2 separate regions of the Mus musculus genome follow, and region 2 is linked to region 1. The links are chromatin contacts, called in public HiChIP or PLAC-seq maps. All regions are on one chromosome and are shown on one strand. The core of a region is the stretch at or near the end of the contact, and the rest is flanking DNA. Distances in the headings are between cores, read along the strand shown.

Region 1 (7,512 bases), core at 2,804-5,303:
TGTTGCCTGTGTGACCTTGGTCAAGGGCATCGACCTTTCTGTGCCTGGGTTTCCGTTGTGCACAAAGACACAGTAACAGCCAAAGGAAACCCAATATATACCTACAATCCTCCTCCCCTTAGGCCTCTGTGTCTGACAACCTTTCAAACCAATTATTCTCTGTTGGACCTCAATTTTCCGTATGTCAAACCAGTCATCTTATTTATACTCCCGCGCTCACTGGAGGGATTCTAGGCACGGGGCTCTATCACTGAGCCAAGCCTCACCCTCTTACTTTTAAAAGACAGTCTCCCTAAGTTACCTAGGCTGATCTTGAACTTGGTGATCTTTCCTCAGCCTCTGGAGTAGTTGCAGCCAACCAGGCCCAACTCCATTGTGAAAACTAAGGGTGGCGAGGGGCCGTAGCTCTGGGGGTTCCTTTAACGGACTTCCCCCTCTTAACGCTGGTATCCAACACCCTGCAGGTGCACGCAAGAAGCTGCGCCTGTACCAGTTCTTGCTGGGGTTGCTCCTACGCGGGGACATGCGCGAGTGCGTGTGGTGGGTGGAGCCAGGTGCCGGCGTCTTCCAGTTCTCCTCCAAGCACAAGGAGTTGTTGGCTCGCCGCTGGGGCCAGCAGAAGGGCAACCGCAAGCGCATGACGTATCAGAAGCTGGCCCGAGCGCTGCGCAACTATGCCAAGACAGGCGAAATCCGCAAGGTCAAACGCAAACTCACCTACCAGTTTGACAGCGCGCTGCTGCCAGCCTCCCGGCATGTCTGAGCACTCCGCTAAGGACCCCTTTCTGGCCCCTAAGTCCCATGGAGCCCCATATGAGGGCAGTCAGGGTTCTCAGCTCTCCCTAGAGCCTCCCCAGAGTTTCCTGTGCCGTGTATAGGATTCCAATCTAGGATGGTCGTGTTTGAGGGAGCACTGGCCATTCTACACGGTTTCAGAATGGCAGGTTTCTCGGGGGGGGGGGGGATGGGGGAGCCCTGATGTCGTCTACGGTTCCAGAAACCGCAGTTCTTGCGAGTCCTGTGAGCTCACATGACATCTCACCAGCAGGTGGCGCTGTCTACAGCCCCCCCCAAACCCTTGTTTTGTTGGCCAGATAGGTCGGTCCCTCTGTACTCCCCCTGAAGCCCTTGTTAGATCTGAGGTCTAGTTATGTTTGGAGCTCTCTGAGAACCCTGTGCCACCTGTGTGTGACTTTTCTCTGCGTCCGTTTATGACTTTTGTTTGTTTGAGACAGGGTCTCATTATGTAGCTCAGGCTGGCCCCCCAACTTTTAACAATCGTCCTGCCTCGGCCTCCTGAGTGCTGGGATGACAAGGGTGCACCATCACACCAGGTTTTTTCCTTTTTTGAGAGATTTTACTATGTAACCCGGGCTGGGCTATTCTCAAGCTAGTGGCAGTCCTCTTGCCTCAGGCTCCTCTTGCCTCAGGCACCCCTTGGGACCCTCTGGGACCTATGTCCGAGATGAATGGCTGGGTAAGGTAGGGTGGGAGGTTCAGTGAACCTTATAGGTTGGGCCCTTCCTTCTGGGATCCCTTGATCATATGGGAAGTTCTCTAGGCTCTCAGCAGCCCTGCATTCACACACTGACTGAGGCGCGACCTGTATGTTGTGTTTGAGGGGGATGTGTGGCAGAGGTATGGCTGTGGCAAGGCCGGTGCCTTTTATTCTTGAGATTGAGTCTTATGTAGCTCAGGCTGGTCTTGAACTCACTCTCACTGTGTAGCTAGGGAAGACCTTGAGCCCTTGCCTCAGCCAGAATGCTCAGATGTCAGGCAGCGCACCACGTGACTGTTTCTTTCCATTGTCTTGTCTTTTTGTTGTTGTTGTTTTCGAGACAGGGTTTCTCTGTGTAGCCCTGGCCGTTCTGGAACTCACTCTGTAGACCAGGCTGGCCTTAAACTCAGAAATCCACCTGCCTCTGCCTCTCAAATGCTGGGATTAAAGGCGTGCACCACCACGCCCTTTTTCCTTTTTCTTAAGTCAAGGTCTATTTGTGTAGCCCAGGCTGGCTTCAAGCTCATGACACTCTTCCTGCCTCTGCGTCTGGAACTATGAACATACCTTACTACTCTGTGCTTACCCACGCCATGGGTAGACAGACTTCTAGACTTGGTCAACCCCCACCCACAAGGCAGGCAAATTAAGTCCCTGCAGGTGCTTTCTTTGGAGGAAAGCCCGCTTTCATAGTGATCTGTCAAGCTAGAAAGCACTCCCGCCACCCAGATATCTAAGTGTGAATCTTTGGACAACTGGTGACTTCTGGCCAGCTTTTCTGGGGCCGGCCTCTGTCCAGGTGTCTGCCCAGGACCCTGCTCAGTGCCTGTCTGTCTCACACCAGTGACTTCCTCACACCCGCCTGTTCAGGCCCAGTCTTTTCCGTTCAAGTGCTACAGGCCAAGTAGGCTCAAACTGTGGGTTTGTCTTGGGCATCCACAGCAGAATCAGAACCCAGAGCTTTGAAGCCTGAGTGAGGGGAGGGGGGCACTCAGGCTTCCGTCTCTCTGAGAAACAGACGATGAAGAGGCCCTTAAAACTCTTTGCAACCCCATGAGCCTCCCCAATGAGCCTGTGACACACCGGAACTCACCTCTGTGGGTGGCCGGGAGGGGGAACAGGGTCATGGAAGATCCAGATGTCCATGTGGTCAAGGCTAAACTGTACTAAATAAAATTATTTCTCATCACCACTATACATGCATAATAAATAAAGTGTACATCAAAATTAAGCCGTCTTGGGACCCTTTATTAGGAACTGTCCCCTGCACCTCCACATGAACTCTTCTGAGACTGTGGCAGTCATAGGGAGGGAGGGGGAGGGAGGGGGAGGGAGAAAGGAAGGTGGTGGGCCAGGCTAGGGCTTGAATGAGGAAACCATTGTTTCCCACCTTGCTTTTCTGCTCACCCCTCCATTCCAGACATCTGACTGTTCGGTTTTTGTTTTTTTGTCTTGAAGATAGGCTCTTCCTTACGTTGTAGTTCAGGCTGGTCTTGAAGTCACTCCAATGGCCCTGTCTCAGCTCAGTCTCTGGAATTCCGGGTTACAGGGGTGTGTTACTACAATGGGTTGCTGTGCAACTTGCCTGCTCCCTAGGGAGCGAGGTGGAAGTTTTTGCACTGCAACCAATGGTGTGACAGGACTTTGTGCCCCCAGAAGCCAGGAAGCTTCCGGCTGTTAGGGGATCTTTTTTTTGAAAGTAGAAAGGAGGGAGGGACACAAAGAGTAAAAGGGGGGGGGGAGGACAGCTTGTCTTCGATACCCTGGTTCCTTCCTCTGACACCCTTCTGGGCCAGCCACACCTGTGGTTCCCCAAGTGTCCCTCTCCTCCTCCTTACCCGCTCCTCCCCTCTGGTGCTGGGAAGGAGCCGGGCCTGGGCAGCTCTCCAGGGCCTTCCCGGCCTCTCTGCACTTGGCCGGTGACGGGCAGCCGGCCAGGCCGCTCCCATTGGGACCCGGATCAGAATAGGGCGGGAGGGACACCGAGAACTCTTCCCTGAGGCCGGCACCCGTCCTGCCTACGCGGGGGAAATCGGACTATCCTTCCCGTCTCTGGTTTCTAGAAAACTCCTGACTGGGGCTAAGAAAGGCTTCCAGAACCCGCCCCGCTTGCCCCGTGCACCTGAGACTCCCAGCCCCCCACGCCCGTTCCCAAGACCCAGGATTTCCCTCCCTTTTTTCCTTTTCTCTTTTCCTCCTCGTTCTTTGCCCCCACACAAGTGCCCTCTCTGCTTCCCCCCTCTCCCCATCTTGTGCTCTGGCCACTTCTCGTTCCTCCTTCTCCCCCCCACTTCATCCAGGACCTAAGAATCTGGACCCCTGTGCCCCCAGACTCTGGGGTTCCAGTTCCCCTCTTTCTGCGGTCACGCAGTCTTCACCTTTGCACCTCCACAGACTCAGGTGTCTAAGCACCACATCCCATCCCCACTAGGGCCTTGGCATCCCTCCACTCCTGCCTGCTCGCTATTTCTCGCCCTTTAGAGCATGCAAGAGGAATGCGGGGCGGCCCTGCGCTGCCTCCTGGGAGTCTCGAGACTCCATAAAGGGCTCCTCCTGGAGACCCACCTGTCCCTGCTAGGGCCTGGTTAGAGCCACTGCGGTCCCAAGTCCTGGGAGCAGGAGAAGGTCGCCGACATGCCTGAGGCTAAACCAGGTGGCTGGCCCGAAACCTTCTTGGGGGTGGGGGTGGGGATGGGGTGGAGGGTAGGGTGCACACAAGGGGATTTCTACTATGGGAGGAGGGGGTCCTTTGCCTGTTCCTACATCTAGGTAGAGTGTAGGTTCCTTTCCTGCTTGGGGAAGAGGGACCCTTTCTGTGTGCACAGATGGGTCCCTTCCTAATGCAGGACCATGAGGTCTATTGTCTGTGTAGGGTCAGGAGTCCCCTTCCTCTTCGGGGACTGGGAGACCCATCTTGGGTAGAAATCTCAGTTGTGCAATTATAAATTGGCCTCGGTTTTCTTTCTCTCTCCCCTTCTCTCTTTGCTCTCTCACCCCACCCCTGCCCCCAAGCCCTCCAGGCTGTCCTCAAAGTCTGCAGCCTAGGCTGGCCCCAAACTCACTCCGGAGCTAAGGCTGGCTGGGAAGTCCTAAAATCATACTGCCTCAGTCTACCAAGACTGGACGGCAGGCATGGGCTACTACACCCTGCTGGGGGTGTGTGTGTGTGTGTGTGTGTGTGTCTCCTTTTCTTCTTTCCTTTCCTTTCTTTTTTCTCCCCATCCCCTTTTTCTTTTTGGTTTTTCAAGACAGGGTTTCTCTGGTGTATCCCTGGCTTTGGCTGTCCTAGAACTAGCACTGTAGACCAGCTTGGTCTCAAACTCACAAGAGATCCACCTGCCTCTGCCTCCCATGTGCTGGGATTAAAGGCGTGCACCACCATGGCCTGGCAATATAATTTTTTTTTTCTATGTGGGTGTCTCTTTTTCTTGAGGCTGACAGGATCTTGCTTGTGCATTGCTGGGGCTCAGCTTGGGGACAGGGTCCTCTCCAGGTGGGCGAGCACCCTCGAGGTAGTTGAGTCTCCTCACTGAGTGAAGATTAGGATCATAGGGTGCTTCTATGGACACAACAGGACTCCATGTGCATGGAACGATACTCTTCTGTGTAAATATGAGAACCCCTTTGGTGTGCGCATTGGACTTCTGTGAAGGAATCGTGTGTCTCTCTTCCATGGGTGGGGCCCTCTTTTTCCTGCTGTGCTGGGGAAGGAATCCAGAGCCTCCTACCTGCTTGGCAAATACTGGCCATGTCCCAGCACCCCCGTCTCTCTTCATGTGCAGTTAGGCACGGGAGGCATTAGGTCCTTAGGGGGCAGGGATAGTCTATATGCTGGTTAGGGCTTTCTCCTTTTGTGGAAGTGGGCACTGCACACAAGCCCTGGTGTCACCTACCCCTAGGTGGCTGTTCCCCTGGGGTCAGCCCAGTCTGGCTGAGGTAGAGACCAGCTCCCTTGCACAGACTGACCCATGGATCAGTGACCCGCACCACAAGGGAGACTGCTGTGGTCAGCACCAGTGTCTAGTTTCCAGCCCAAGGGAAGGGCTAATTATACCCCAAACCTGAAAGGTCAGGCTGATGGCCAGAGCCTGGGGTGAGGCTACAAGGGGAGGGGGAACCTGACTCCATACTCAGGGTTGGGATCAACTTATGCCTGGAATGGGGGATCTGTACCCCACCATACCTACCTCCATCTGAGGGAAGAGGGTCTGGGGAAGAAGATTTGAGGCCTGGACCCCTGGTTCTGAGAATGAAGGTTTGGGTCTGGCCTCTGGATTCTGGGGAGAGAACCATTTTCTCAATGTCTATGTTACAGCGGCCAAAAAGGCCTCCAAAGGCAAAGATGCCCCAAAGGAAGCCCCTGCAAAGCAGACTCCTGAAGAGCCCCCCAAAGGTGAGGTGCCCCCAGGGCTCTGCCAGCTCTCCCGCCCCCCCCCCCCCCGCCCTTCTCCACACTGCTGTAGACTTTCCTTGCCTCTTTCCTATAGCTGTTCCCACACAGGGTCAGAGCGCCACAGTCCTTCCTGGCTTCCCGACATCCCAGGCTGGTATCTTACTCTGAGCAATGTCTCAAGCAATTCTTGCCCAGTTCCCAAAGGCTGTGCCCATATTTACATGCCCTTTATTATACCGAAGTCCATTCAAGACCATCCTGACCATAACCTGCTGGTCCACAGATGGGGAATCTGAGGCCCTAGGGGCTGAGGGGGCCAGCAAAGCTTATGCCTTCTGGATTAAAAGCCAAGCCATCCCTACGATTTCTGCTTACTGACCCCTCCCGATCAATGCTGACTCCCGAATCCTTTCTCCTGAGCAGAGGCCCCACCTGAGGACCAATCCCCAACTGCGGAGGAGCCCACAGGCATCTTCCTGAAAAAGCCGGACTCTGTGTCAGTGGAGACTGGTGAGCACTTGGGAAGAACAATCTAGAACTTGAGTCTGAAGGACCAGAGTTCAGTCTGGACCCCTGGATCTGAAGGAGGAGGACTAGGGAGGACTCCTGGATCTGAGGGTGGAGAGTTAGGCCTGGATCCCGGGGTCTTGAGCTCAGGGTAGTCTCTGGAGTGCTGGGTTCCTCACTACCTCTCTCCTGCAGGGAAAGACGCGGTGATTCTGGCCAAGGTGAACGGGAAGGAGCTCCCAGGCAAGCCGACCATCAAGTGGTTCAAGGGGAAGTGGCAGGAGCTGGGCAGCAAGAGCGGAGCCCGGTTCATCTTCAAGGAATCTCATGACTCTACCAGCAATGTGAGACCCCGACGGGACCAGAGGCGGGTCTGGCTACCGAGCCGGTGCTCGTGGAGCTATGGCACCCCCTAGAGGGTGACTGAGATCTACAGCGCGGACTAACTAGGGCCGGCTGGCGCAGTGCTTTGGGGCCGGGGTGGGAATTTGGGGACTGTGAGTCTCAAGCACCCGCCACCCTGGCCCCCAGGTGTACACCGTGGAGCTCCACATTGGGAAGGTGGTCCTAGGGGACCGCGGGGATTACCGTCTAGAGATCAAAGCCAAGGATGTCTGCGACAGCTGCTCGTTCAACGTGGATGTGGAGGGTGCGCTAGCGGGGGCGCTGGCGGGGGCGCAGGCGGGGCCGGGGGAACTGGCTGGAGTGGGAGGTTCTAGGCAGCTGGGATGGATGCAGGTGTGGAGTTGGGGTAATCTCTTAGAGGAGAGGGTCCAGACTCAGTAATGGGAAAGGGGGAGACAAGGTCTCCAGGCTTTGCATAGGAGATATAGACGGGGGTGGGGGTGGGGGGGTGGGTGGGGTGTTACAGGTGTTTAGCAATTTGGGGTGCCCATGCAAAAGTTTAGGAGGCTTCCAGGATTGTGTGAGCTGAAGGCTTGGGTAGACAAGGCCTCCTGGCTCATAGGGTTTGGGTGTATGGGTTCAAGAAGGGGTGCAGAGCCCAGGCAGTAAGGACCCTGCAGCCTCTGGGGTTCGGCAGCTCAAAGTGTGTGGGGCTTGAAAATAGGAGTGGCAGAAATGAAGTTGCCCTGGCCTGGGGAGTAAGGAACTG
Region 2 (7,512 bases), core at 2,031-4,530, 470 kb before region 1:
GCCAGCCCATTGCCCAGCCCTTTGAGCACCTGCCCCACGTACTCCTTCACAAGCTTGTCCGTCAGAAACCCCTCAGGATCGGGCAGGGTGACTGGCTGCCAGGGCAGTGTCATGTCAGCTGTGCTGCCCACCAGCCGCAGGCCCCCCGGGCAAAAGAGTGTCTGCTGGAAGACCTGGCGGCCTCGGTAGAAGGCGGTCACCTCGAACTCCCATTCTGAGCCACCGGTGGAGTGAGAGGGGAGAAATGGAGAGGAGCAGGGTAAGGAGCGCTGTCCCTGCCGCAGCCCTTCCCACGCCACAGCTGGCACTCACGTTCCTCAGCTAGCAGCTGCTTCAGTGGATTTTCTTGGGGTGCAGGGTTTAGGAAGTTGTTCACATTGGGGCTTGGCAGTTGTTGAGAAGGATCAGAAACAATAGCCAGATCTGAGGACCCCTCATCTTTGAGGGGCCCCAAGATCAGGCCATCAAATAACTTCGGTAGGTTTTCCTGGGGGAGGAGGAGGGTGTTAGCTGGTCAACAGCTTCAGCTGAGTCAGGAGGGCAGCCAACCGGTGGAGGAATGGAGGTCCCGGGAGAAGGGCTGGGGGGTGGGGGGCGGGGGGGAAGGCTGAGGCACGGGACGACTGCCTCTCACCTGGGAGTGAGGCAGGCTGCTTTTGCCATTGGTGTCAGGAGAGGCACCCAGATGTACGAAGTCCCGCGCCCCTGTCCAGAGTGGAAGTGAGCGTGTAGGTGGCAGAGACCCTCCTGATCCCAAGCTTTCTGTGACCCCCAGGCCAGCCTTGTCACACGCACCTGGAGTCACAAACTCATACACTTTATGAGGGTCATAAGGGTCCTTGCTATTGTCAGCAGCTAACCGCAACACTTCTTTCCGGTTCAGGGCTGACCGGAAATTCCTCTTCCAGGTTGACACGTCCGGCTTATCCTTCCCCGGGGTGTAGGCACCACTGGCTTCTGCCCAGGCCTGAAATATCAGGGATTCCACAACAAGACGACTTAGACTCTGGCCCGAGGCCCTGACACCTCCCACCACACACCATCCACTTCTGGTTCATGACAGAGCCCCCAGGACCTCCGTTCTCATACTTTCCCACTATTTCCACACTAAAGAAAAATCGTTTTGATTTTGAGGCAGGGTTTCACACATTATAACCAAAGGTGGGCTCCAAGCTGAGACCTCACCCTCCACCCTGCCCTGCCCTGCCCACGGTGCTGACAAACTCATGTCACCATGTCCACCTTCAAGGCTTTTTTTTTTTTAAGCCATCATTCTAGTTATCTACTTGGTACCTCACCCCAGGCCACCTCACATTCTTACTACCATGCTGCTCAGGAAGCAAATAACACCTCTTGAGGGCAGTCTCAACTCTTAAGGCTTAAGGGTTCTAAAATCAAGAGCCCACTCCTAAAGATTTCCCGCCCTCTAAAACAGCTGTTCTCAACTATCCTAATGCGGTTCCTCGTGTTGCAGTGATCCCCCAGCCCCAAAATTATTTGTATTGCTATTACATAACTGTAGTTTTGTTAGAAGTCAAAATACTTATTTTTCAATGAAACGGTCATTCAACCCCCAAAGGGGTCGCGTCCCAGGGACTGAGAACCATTGCTCCAGAACGTTTCTTAAGAAACGCAACCTAGGGCTGGTGAGATGGCTCAGTGGGTAAGAGCACCCGACTGCTCTTCCAAAGGTCCAGAGTTCAAATCCCAGCAACCACATGGTGGCTCACAACCATCCGTAACAAGATCTGACTCCCTCTTCTGGTGTGTCTGAAGACAGCTACAGTGTACTTACATAAAATAATAAATAAATCTTTAAAAAAAAAAAAAAAAAAAAAAAAAAAAAGAAACGCAACCTGGCTTTCAGGATTCTGTTCCTAGAATCTGCCAATCAATTCCCGTCTGTCCCTCCAGTCCTATCCCACCCCCTGCCCTGGTCCAGCCACACCCAGAAATGCGTCTGAAATCTTTCCCCCAGCACCTGGAAGATGCCAAAGTCAGCCATCTGTGCGTCCTGCCGTAGGCCATGCTTCCACGGGATCCTGAACCTCGTTCGGCTCTCGTCCAGCCAGGCCACGCCTTCCAGCTGCCCCAGGTCCAGCTGTGACACCAGCCAGGGCAAAATCCGCGGTTTCGGGGTTTCCATGCTCTAGCCTGCGCACCACAGGACAGTTCCTGAGCCTGTCTGTCACGGGGCAAATGCACTCAAACCTCTCCGACCCGCCACAACACAGGTCTTCCTTCACCATTGTGTACAAACGGGAAACTCCTTCCCACCTTTCCAAATCCAACGGGACCGCCTCTCCTACCCCCCAGAGTCTTCTATATGAACTCTACCCATAGGTTCCTTCCCTTTTCTAAATGTAAACTCCTATTATCCAAAGCTGGCACCCTATTTCAAGAGTGGAGTCCTCTTTCCCTCGTCTTTAAAGGATCCTAACTGCTCTCACAACCGCCTCACCCTTGCAGAAAACCCTTACTCATTTCCAGAGTCTTTTCCCAGGTGCTGTCGCTTCTTCTGTTTTTTTGTTTTTTGTTCCTATATTGTTTTTACGGATGTTTGAGACAGGGTCTTAGTATGTAGCATAGGCTGTCCTTGAACTTGCTATGTAGCCAAGGCTGGTCTTCAACTCACTCTGTGGCCCTGGCTGGCCTCGAATGCACTCTGTAACCCAGGCTACCCTCAAACTTATTCAGTAGCTCAGGCTGGTCTTCAAATCGCTTAACCCATGTTGGTCTGGCGCTCATTCTGTCGTCCAGCCTGGCCTGGAGCTCACTGGCCTTGAACTTACAGCAATCTTTACTGCCTCCAGCCTGGATGCTGAGACTGCAGGCTTCCGTCTACAACGCGTGGCCATTCTGCTTTTCGGTAGCCGAGCTTCTGAGCGACAGGTTTGCCCGATCCTGCGCCCTGAGGCCGCCACCCTCCCGGCTCTTCCGCGTTACCTACCAGGGGAGGAATTGGGCGCCCGTGCGGCGCGGGTGCCAGCAGTGGTTTTGGGGCTCCCAAACAGTAGTTCTGAGACTCGCAGCCACGCAACCCCCTTCTTTGTCAGCTAAGCCTCCGAGCGCTGGGACTTCCTTTTCTAACGATATTTTGAGATATAAAAAGTTTTTCTCAACATTGACGAAATAAAGTCAAGAAATCCCGGAGCGCACTTCGGCTTAGCAGGCCTAACTCCCTCAAATGCCCTTTTTTGGCCTTCCGCCTACAGGCATGCTGGGAACGCCATATGCAAATGACCGCAAAAGAAGGCTCCACCCCTTCGACGTTGGGGCGGTTGCCGTGTCGGCCCAGTGCGCAGGCGTGGGAAAGTTGAACTTCCGAAGTAAAAGTTTGTAGAAATTGTGAGAAAGCGTGTACGCCAGTGCGACGGGGACACAACCGCGAGCCAGGTGAGCTGGGTGCCAGGGAGGGGACAGGGTTGCAGGAAAGGCCACAGCCAGTCCTGCCAAGCTGTGACTTCCAAGCACCCGGGGTCTCCCGGTGCACGCCAGAGGTAAAATTGGAACTACATCTCCCAGCAGACTGCTCGGTGAAAAGTGGGGAAATCGGACCAGCGTTTGCCGCAAAGCATACTAGGATTAGTAGTTCCCTATTCTCTACGGTCTTCGAGCCTTCTTTGGCGCTGCTAGCTGAGAGGGAACTCCAAACCCCCTTCCCGCTCCTTCCTGCAAGAGTTCAAGCACTCATTTACCTCCTTTCTTAGACTCAGTAATTCAGACCGTTTCTCCTCAACTGAATCAACTGCCCCACTGGCCCTTAAAAACCACCTTTTCCTTGGAGTTAGGCGCCCTCTTCATTCAGTGATTCAGAAGTTTGAGTTATCCCTGCACTTGGGTGCATCCTCTGTCTTCTGCCTCAGGTACCCCCATGGCCGGCTCTGAAGAGTTGGGTCTCCGAGAGGACACACTGAAGGTTCTGACGGCCTTCCTTAAGCGCGGTGAAGTCGCTGGGTCCCCTGTCCCAACTCCACCCAGGTGAGTTCCACTCCCCCAGCGTCAGCCTTTGATGGGAAGATCTTCCTGAGTCTTGTGGTCCAAACCTATCTACTCCCATCAGACCTAACTCCATGTGCCTGGGCTGAGTTTCAAGAGTGATCTTCCATGAAAGGATGAAGGGATCACTTGCCCAGACCCCTTCGGGATAACTCCGAGGTTCTTGTCCCTAGGAGTCCTGCCCAAGAGGAGACAACAGATTTCCTGAGCCGCCTCCGAAGATGCCTCCCTTGTCCCCTGGGGAGAGGAGCTCCCCCCACGGAGTCCTCTAGGCCCCACTTCCTTCCCCTCCGCCCCTGCTATGGTTCCGAGCCTGGTAAGAGATTTATTCAGGTCACTTGTGAAACTTTCAGGGCTAGGAGTTTTGGTTCCAAAAAATCCAGACAGGACCCATTATAAAGTCAACACGGTTCAGCTTCAGCACAAGCCATAACCATTTCAAGTCTTTGTCACACCTCTTTCTAGCGGGTAAGTGTAAGTGTTTGTGCTTGGATAGGAGGTACCCTGGGGCTCCAAAGCCCGGGAAGCATGCAGCTCTGAAGGGAGAAGGGGTCCCAGTGCAAGGGATGCCTGAGACTGGGGGCCCAAGAGCCACACAGCGCTGAGGTGGGACGTGTCCCGATGGAGGGGTATCCTGAGACATGGGGGCCAGGACCCTTACAGCTTTGAGAGGAAGTCTCCTCAGCAGAGGCATTGTGGCTCCCAAGGGAGTAGAGCCTCAGCACCGCTCCACTTCTTTGCTTCCTGGCTTCTTCCGATGAGAGAGTCACACCAGGCAGAAAATCTCATGAAAGAGATTTGTTGGAGAGTCCAGAGTGGAGTGAGGACACCATGGCTGGCCGCCCTCTGCTCCTGGGATCAGACAGCAGGGAATTGGACAAAGGATGGGGCTTATCTGGGACTTCTTAGAGGGTGGCTTCTCAGGGCAGAGATGTCCAGCTTGGGAAGCTTGGGGCCTGGCAGCTTTTGCCATTGCCTTTCCCCTGCAGTGGGCCGGCCCATGGGTTAGGATGAGAAGTCAGTCCTCCTTGGTTGCAGGCCGTTTTGGCTGAGGTGCCATCTCTGCGGTGCTGCTCAGGGAGGATGGAGATGCTGCTACCACTGTGGACGCCCCCTGCAGTCGTGTTTCACCAAGGCTGTATGCTGAGGGGATGTCGTGGTACCACCATTTTGACAGCTCCTGCTTGGTTCCTAGGCTAGGGCTGGAAGGAAGGGCTGGCTAGCCCTTTGATGGATTTTGGGGTGCACTGCTTAAGGGCTACAGTAAAAGGATCGTTGAGACATAATCACATTTGCTGGAGCCCTCCTGCCTCAGCCTACTTCATACTGAAATCACAGGCATGCACAATAAAGTGGAGCCCCAGCTTAGACTTCTACAGAGCAATTCCGTGGTTGACCCGGGAGAGGTGCTTTGGCACCGTCCTCGGGTGATTTATCTTTTTTCCTTTTTGGGTGCTTCTCTGGCTCTTCTTGTAGCTCCAGTACCCCAGCACAAGAGACTGGAAGTGTAGTTGTCAGTCGTAACTCCCTGGCCAGTTGGTAATCTGACTGGGCGCATCCTTCCTCCTTTTTAAGTAACAGAAAGAGGCTGGAGGAAGGGATCTTTGGACTTGATTGGTGATCAACAAACCCAAGTGTGGTAGCACATTGTTGCAGTCAACACCTGAGAGAGGCTGAGGCAGGAGGACTGCTGTGAGTTTAAGGCCGACCTGGACTACAAAAAGTTGAGTCAGTCGAGTGCCTGCCTAGCATGCATGAAGCCTTGTATTCAGTTCCCAACAGCACATAAATGGAGCATGAAAAGCACACATTAGGGATTAGGGAAAGGGGCCTCCTTATGGCCTCTGAGGGCATCATCAGGCATGCACTTGGCACATGACATTTGTGCAGGAAAACCACCCAATTGAACCCTAGCCTGCTGGAAGAACAGCCGGTTCTCTTAACTGTTATGTCCTCCAACTTCTGATGCTGTTTTTCTGGCCTTCACAGGCACTGGGCACCCAAGTGGTTCACAGACACATATGCAGGCAGAACACACACATAAAACTTGAAAATAACTCTAAAGAGGCGTGCCTGGTTAGATGGCTTACTTAAAACGAGCCCTGTGGTCTGTTGCTGCATGTGAACTGCACAAGGGCTAGGGGGTGATGGTAGGAACGCTGCATGTCTGTCCTGACTGGATGCAATGGTCTCCAGAGCTCAGCGTGAATATTCTCAGTTGGATTTGAGGGTGCAACAAAGTAGAAAGGCTGAGGATGTTCATTTAATATCTTTTATTTACCAACGTCTCATGGCCGAGGTGTATCCTTTTGTGAAGTGGAAATTGTTGCTGTGTGGCAAGATGGTTAGGAGAGACGCCATAAATACCGTGTTCTGTAAACAGAAAGCGTCGCTGCTTCTTTCTGCTCAGGCCCAGCCTCTTCCGAGTTCTATGCCCTGGTTGCCCAGCGGCTGGAACAATTGGTGCAGGAGCAACTGAAGTCCCCGCCCAGTTCAGGTAAGCAGCAGAGGAGCCCTGGTGAGGGGTGATGGTAGGAGCAAAGCCAGGGCCCTTCCCAGTCCAATTCTCTTCTGCCCCCCACCCCCAGAGTTCCAGGGACCCCCACCCACGGAGAAGGAAGCCCTGCTAAGGCGGCTGGTAGCCTTGCTGGAGGAAGAGGCAGAAGTCATCAACCAAAAGGTGACCAGCCTCTACTCCACGCTATGGAGAGGACAGTTGTGGAATAGGGGGCAGACGCTGGCGCTGCTTTGTTTTGATGCTGGGTGTGGTTCCAGGGCTCCAGTAAACATCAGAGCATCTTCACAAGAGCCTTGATGCCTCACCGCAGCAGGACTTAACACCAGTGTCCTTCATGGGCCATCAACAAGCAGTGGGACCTAGGCAACAGAAGCCACCAGAGGCTTCATTAGGAATTGGCTTGGTGACAGAGCCCTTGCCCAGCAGGCTGGGGTCCTTACCTTAACGTTGTCTCCATCACCCTCTCCCCCAAGTTAAACACTGAAAAACAAAGGACAGCAAACAAAAGAAGAGGCCAGAACCAAGAGCCAGGTGAGAGAAGGGCCTGGCAGGAGTGTAAAACTGGACTGGAGTAGAGCAGGCTCAGCCCTCCTCCCTGCACTCTCGGGTATGAGGCCGGAGACCAGTTCAAAGTCATCCTGGCCACAGAAGAGTTCCAGGGCCGCCAAGGCCACACTGGGAGACCTTGTTTCAACAAAACAAGGTGGAATGTGAGAGCACACACCTTTAGTCCCAGCAACAGGGAGGCAGAAGCAGGCAGAGCTCTACGAAGTCAGGGCCATCCAGGGCTACAGAGTTAAACCCTGTCTCTAAAACCAAAGAACCCTGACTGACTGACTGACTGACTACCCTAAGGACACAGCTCAGAATAGGGAGGAAATTCCGGCCTGAGAGGGCATAGCCTCAGAGTTTCCTGGAATTGGGCTTTGAAAACTGAACAGTACTGTAACAGCAGTTATCAGGTACTCGTCCCCCTGTGCCCCTCTGTGTAGCCC

The links. HiChIP or PLAC-seq counts read pairs in DNA pulled down with a chosen protein or histone mark.
Region 2: an H3K4me3 HiChIP or PLAC-seq map of the 230-238 cell line shows a contact between it and region 1, with 10 read pairs. The contact joins the promoter of Bcl2l12 here to the promoter of Mybpc2 in region 1. A contact is called at or near these places in 2 of 115 datasets of contacts at active chromatin or transcription factors (the 230-238 cell line and pro-B cells).

The regions. Positions count from the first base shown.
Region 1 is chr7:44,521,210-44,528,721 of GRCm38.p6, reverse strand. Mybpc2 (myosin binding protein C, fast-type) reads left to right here and starts at 4,053. Exons shown (of 28, transcript NM_146189.3): 1 at 4,053-4,151; 2 at 5,814-5,891; 3 at 6,315-6,401; 4 at 6,594-6,742; 5 at 6,930-7,047. The coding sequence starts at 4,133. Spib (Spi-B transcription factor (Spi-1/PU.1 related)) reads left to right here. Exons shown (of 6, transcript NM_019866.1): 6 at 465-2,727. The coding sequence ends at 763.
Region 2 is chr7:44,993,347-45,000,858 of GRCm38.p6, reverse strand. Bcl2l12 (BCL2-like 12 (proline rich)) reads left to right here and starts at 3,280. Exons shown (of 7, transcript NM_029410.3): 1 at 3,280-3,396; 2 at 3,867-3,981; 3 at 4,173-4,315; 4 at 6,410-6,496; 5 at 6,588-6,679. The coding sequence starts at 3,875. It overlaps Irf3 (interferon regulatory factor 3), which reads right to left and starts at 3,211. Exons shown (of 8, transcript NM_016849.4): 1 at 2,951-3,211; 2 at 1,982-2,154; 3 at 796-967; 4 at 635-705; 5 at 313-487; 6 at 1-214. The coding sequence starts at 2,146. Gm15545 (predicted gene 15545) reads right to left here. Exons shown (of 2, transcript NR_045266.1): 2 at 6,258-6,876.